2 separate regions of the Mus musculus genome follow, and region 1 is linked to region 2. A link is a contact called in public promoter capture Hi-C data. All regions are on one chromosome and are shown on one strand. The core of a region is the stretch at or near the end of the contact, and the rest is flanking DNA. Distances in the headings are between cores, read along the strand shown.

Region 1 (2,700 bases), core at 92-2,591, 66 kb after region 2:
AATAAAAAATCTCATTCTAAACAGTGAAATCCTTGCCAGGAATCCTCATCAAATTGGAAATCCTAAGGTTTTGTTTTTGTCTTTTAAGACAGGGTCTCATGCAACCAAGCTGGCCTTAAACTCCCTGTGTAATGGAGAACAGCCTCGAACTTCTGTTCTTCGGCCCCTGTCTCTGTTTCCCTGGTGCTGGGGTTACAAGCATGTATCATCATGCATTCCCAGAGTAGGTTTTTGTTGTTATAACACAGGTTTTCTCTGTGTAGCCCTGGCTCTCCCAGAACTCACTCTGTAGACCAGGCTAGCTTCAAACTCAAGAGATCCGCCTGCCTCTGCCTCCCGAGTGCTGCAATTCCTTACCACCACCTGGCTAGAATTTTAATTAGTATGAGGTCCAGTGGTCCCTAGGAGAGCTTATGGCCTCAACAAGCTGGATGCTGTTTGTGTAGCATGTCAGAGAGGATTGCCCCTCGTTGCCTAGCATCCCTGATACAAGGGCAGGTCCATGAGAGCCACAGCAGTACCATTCTCCACCCCCTAGGGCTGGCCAACCTGACCTGGGGAGGGGATAACATTTAGGGCAGAGCACACTCACCTCTTCACGCATCTTCTTTACTGTTTCTCCTTTCTGGAATGGAGACACATAAGGAAGTCTGTCACTGCCAGGGGCACAGAGGGTCCCTGCGCCTGACACAGCCTAGCCCTGGCTGCTAGTGGGGGGTGCGGGGGCTGCCTACCTCTGGTCTGCTCCCTGTCCTTGCCAGCCCCCGTGAGTTAGCTGGTCTCTTTACTCACTGGGGCCCACAATCCAGGGGCACCACAGATGAATAAGCCGAGGCATGGGAAGGGAGGTACAGTCACCCAGAGGTGGAGCTGGTCACGTGGGTGAGCTTTGATCAGACTCAGGCCCGTTGTTATGACAGCGCTACAGATCCAGTAGCAGGTGTGATGCCTGGCAGGAGCTAGGGTTACGAGATAACCAAAATACAGACAGCATCCAGGAGGGCAGTCTCTCCTCTTTCACACGGCAGTGAGCTTTTGATCCCCCTGCACTCCCCTACTCTGGGAAGCAGCTTTCGCTTTCGTTGTATTGAGAGGAGGACAGTAATGCTTCCTATGTCTGAAACCCAGAGGTACCAGGCACCGAAGTGGGAACAGGAAGCTTCAAAGTGCCCAGCGGGGGCCCTGCCAGGGCCGAGGAAGAACACGTACGTGTGTGTGTGTGTGTGTGTGTGTGTGTGTGTGTGTGTGTGTGTGTGTGTGTGTGTGTGAGATGCACCCAGAGCCAACGGCAAGACTCACAGTACAGTAGGTTCAGGAAGGGAGGGGCATAGACAGAGCTGCCAGGGCAGAGCTTCCTGGGACTCTGACTTCCTCTAGGATAGTGCCAGTGAGGGCCTGTGTAACTGCTGGGGCTAGTCAGCACCAGGGGCTACTGCTGTCTCTGTCTGTCAGCTTCTAGAGAACCAAGAAAGACACAAGTCACTCAATAATTACCTTCCCGATGATGCTTCCAACTTCCTGTAGGGAAAAAAATCACAGAGAGATGATGTCACAAGGCACTCTGGGGCTGGCGTGAGGGAGAAGTAAAGCGTTTACAGTGTGGGGTGGTACCAGGGCCTGTGTGCACCAGGGCACCGACCGAGTCGTCCCCTGCCCCAGGGAGAGCTGAGGCTCTCAGCCAGAACATGTGTCTGTTGGGTTGTCCAGCTTCTCTATGCCTAGCTGACCAGGGGGATCAGAAATGGAGCTGAGCTCAATTAGCCAACTGCCTAGGAGCAAGGCAGACAGTCAGATGCTTTCTAGATAAACAAGGAGAGAGAGTCACCCCTGCACTTAAGGCCTCAAGGAGACCCTGCCACAGATGGACAGGAAGTAATGCCCCTGCCTAAGAACACAGCACTGCCACATTGGTTTATGAGGTAGGACACTTGGAGAAGCCCCTGGCATGGCCTCCACCATTCTGCATTTGGATGTCAATGACTGTGGGGTATATGATCACCTGGATCACTGGCCCCAGCCTGTCCCAGCCCACAGGACAGCTCCAGGAAGCTTCCATCACGGTCTGTTGCTTGGGGCAGGGCCACCTGACTTTCTGCCATGGAAAAATAACCTCTTTCAAAGTCTGACCTGCTTTTCTCACTATTTTAACCAAACTCTCGGAATGCTAGAGCTGCTGTTGATCCCTGTGGAGGCAAAGCATGGGCTCAAGAACCAAGAGGAGAGAATGGTCCTGTGTGGCATTGCCATCATAGGAACTGTGGGCTAATCTGTAGAGAATCCCATGTGGGGACGTGCTACGAGTAAGAAGGATTGGACACTGTCCACCATGGAAAGGGATGTCTGGGTGCAAGGGGACATGCTTTCTGGGGGAGCTGGATATTCCAGAACTGTTGTTCTAGTAGTCAAAATAGTGCACAAAAGCTAGGAGCTAGATCTCTCAGGGTAGAAGGAGAGAGGTCAGGGCACCAGGTTAAGAGCTTCTGTCTTGCTGGGCCAGGTGGGGAGGTGTGACTCCTGGCTATCAGGACAGCACCCACCTATAGCAGTCAGGCACTGGGGTATTAAGGTATATGTGTTAGGTCAACCAGTCTTGAGTAGCTCTAAGGAAAGTGTCATTTGGACTGCACATGCAATAGCTTTGTGGGTTTGAGATTGTGTTGCCTACGGGGAAGCACAGAGCAGATCCCTGGTGGCCCGCTT
Region 2 (2,700 bases), core at 15-2,514:
CCACAAATCTGAGGCTGGATATTCTGAGAACCCTAGCTAGCAGTGGAGCCAGAAAATTCACATAGCTCTAACTCTTTCCTCTTCTCCGGAGGAAGGGGCGATTTCCCCCCAGAAAAGCAGCTGACCCACGCCGCAGGCTGCAACACATGGGTGTCCCCACGGATCCCCGTGGAAATCTTGTCTCGAGTCTCACTGCCAAAGCCTCGTCCTGGGAGCGTGACCCTGACTCCCGAGGACAAGCAGAAGCTTCCCCAGGGGCAGAAGCAGGAAGCAGACAGACACTTTAGCAGGACACTCTACGCCAGCTGGAGCCACGGCTTAAGCACAGACAAAAGCATTTGGAGAACGGGCATCTTTGGAGCTGTAGGCAGAGGTTTCTGCTCTAATCTGCTTCTCTTACATACACCCCTAAACCCCGGTCCTCACCGCCCAATCTATATAGAGCCTCTGCACGCTGGTCCTTTCTATGGAGGTAGAGGGACCCAAGGGATGCACAGATAGCTGGGGCAGCTGCACAGGTCACCAGAGAGTGCCATAATCATTCTGTGCTTGCTGCTGGTGGTCTCTAGACGAGAAGCCAGTGGGCAGAACGAGTCATATCTCCTTTTCCGCCCCAAGATCCCTTGCAACCTTTTGGTTCCATCAGCTAAGTTTCTAACAGCTCCCCCCGCCCCATACACACACAAGTGCACAATGACTCCCTTCTCTCCGGGAGCTGTGAACCTGACCTTGGGGAGGTAAAGGGCTCTGAAAAGTGGGTACCCTTGACCCTGGGGATAGTTGAGAAATGGCTACATGCAAAGCAGGGATTGAGTACCATGAATAGCAGGCCCATGCTGAGCACAGAGTTATCCACTGAGCCTGCTGAGGGCTGCAGCGCCCCAGGAACACTTTACACAAGGGTCCTTGGGCTCTTATCCTTTCTCAAGGGACCCTCTCCATCGAATTGCCAGCTAGCATGGCTGGCTGTGAACACAGTGACTGGGGGCTCTGGTTCTGGACGGGTTAAACTTTCCTATTACCTCATACTGGCCTCCTGCCTGTAGAGAGAGAGAGAGAGCAACATCTGGCAGAGGTATTTCTCCAGCAGAGCTTGGGCCTCTGGAGGAGCAGCCTGGCTCCTTACCAGAGGCCAGCTGCAGGCTTAGGCGGAACTCAAGGGAGGGGGCTTCCCGGGAAAGGATAGCCACAGTGGTGCCGCACCACCTGGGTCCCCGAAGCCCACCCTCAAGGGCCTGGAGATGACAGCCAAGCATTCCTGTGAACAAGAGTCACTTCCTGTCCTGCTAACCCTGGGAAGATGCTGGAGCTGCGGTGTGGAGGGCTGGGCTAAGCATTACCCCAGACGTTTTGAGGGGCTAATAGGGTTTCAAAATGAGATCTACTACGAGCCCAGGACCGTGTTGGAGACCACCAGGTCTGGGGTATGCCCTCCTTGTCTTTATCCCCCAACAGCCACAAAAGCAGATCCTGCCCCTCCCACCCCCAACCAGAGTCTGTAAGTGATATTCTGGGGATCAGACTGCTGATCAACATGCAAAATTGCTGCCTTTCTCAGCCAGAGGTGGCGCTGGGGAGCTGGGGAGCCGCACCAGGCATGCGTCCTGTCTCTGCAGAGCCCCTGGCACTTGGAGTGTGGGTTCCACTGTATAAGCCTCGCGCTGAACTGTGATTGATATTTCCCAGCTGCTGCCAAGACTCTTCGTGGAAAACTGCTATAGCCTGACCGCCTGAGTTCTAGCGAAGACAAGCCTAGTCAGAGAAGACTTCCTCACCCCACCCTGCTGTGCGCAGGAGAGAACAGGACACTCCCTGCTCTCTGCAGGGAGCCAAGCAGGGGACTCCAGGCCCAGTTCACTCTTCACCTCAGGTAGCCAAGGATTGTCACAGCGGAACAGCAATATATGCAAGGGGTTGCTAAGACCCTTGGTCTCTTCTCAGCCACACTGGGGCTTGGAGACTCTCCAGCCTGCTGCTTCAGGGTGGCCTGGCTGGCAGCCTTGTCCTCTCACCCTGCCTGGCCTCATCCCCCAACCATGGAAGCCCCTCATCCTTGGTACTCTCTGAAGATGTCGAGGAGACCGAGGGACCCAAGATCAGCCAGGGCAGCAAGACAGGCTGCATGCAAGAGGTGGTCAGGGGTCTTTTCTAGCCTCTGTGCTCTAGGCTGGGGACATAAGAACCAGGGACATTCAGATCTGGGCTGGTTCCTGCTCTGTCATCTACCAGTTCTGTGACCTAAGGCCAGAGAAACAAGCCAACATTGTGTTGCCACATCTTCAGGAGATACCCCTCTTAGTATTGGTTAGTGAGAGTTTATGATGGGCTATTAATGGCAGTGTCGGAGTAAGACAGTCTCAATTCCTTATCAGGAGGCCACCATCAACAGGTCCCATGTAGACTCTGTCCAGATGTGCTAGAATAGTGATTCTTAGCCTTCCTAATGCTGTGATGATTTAATATAGCTCTCCATGTCGTGCTGACCCCCGACTATAAAATTATTTCATTACTGCTATTGTTAAGAAGCCGGGCAGTGGTGGCACACACCTATAATCCCAGCACTTGGGAGGCAGAGACAGGTGGATTTCTGAGTTCGAGGCCAGCCTGGTATACAGAGTGAGTTCCAGGACAGCCAAGGCTATACAGAGGAACCCTGTCTTGAAAAAAACAAACAAACAAAAAAGAATCGTAATGTAAATA

Evidence for each region. Capture Hi-C pulls out chosen DNA fragments and counts their contacts.
Region 1: a promoter capture Hi-C map of adipose tissue shows a contact between it and region 2. The contact joins two enhancer-like sites. A contact is called at or near these places in 1 of 15 datasets of contacts at CTCF or cohesin (the NIH/3T3 cell line), 1 of 115 datasets of contacts at active chromatin or transcription factors (embryonic stem cells) and 1 of 9 other capture datasets (adipose tissue).

The regions. Positions count from the first base shown.
Region 1 is chr10:76,798,035-76,800,734 of GRCm38.p6, forward strand. Pcbp3 (poly(rC) binding protein 3) reads right to left here. Exons shown (of 16, transcript NM_021568.2): 5 at 1,495-1,518; 6 at 593-625. Among named protein-coding and RNA genes, the nearest start is that of Col6a1, 73 kb to the left of the region's middle. Within about 2 kb of position 1,342, at least 52 of the 459 cell types and tissues checked have an H3K27ac peak or open chromatin away from gene starts, as enhancers often do. A contact at or near this core is called in adipose tissue, where this site is marked.
Region 2 is chr10:76,731,862-76,734,561 of GRCm38.p6, forward strand. No RefSeq gene overlaps it. Among named protein-coding and RNA genes, the nearest start is that of Col6a1, 7.2 kb to the left of the region's middle. Within about 2 kb of position 1,265, at least 160 of the 459 cell types and tissues checked have an H3K27ac peak or open chromatin away from gene starts, as enhancers often do. A contact at or near this core is called in adipose tissue, where this site is marked.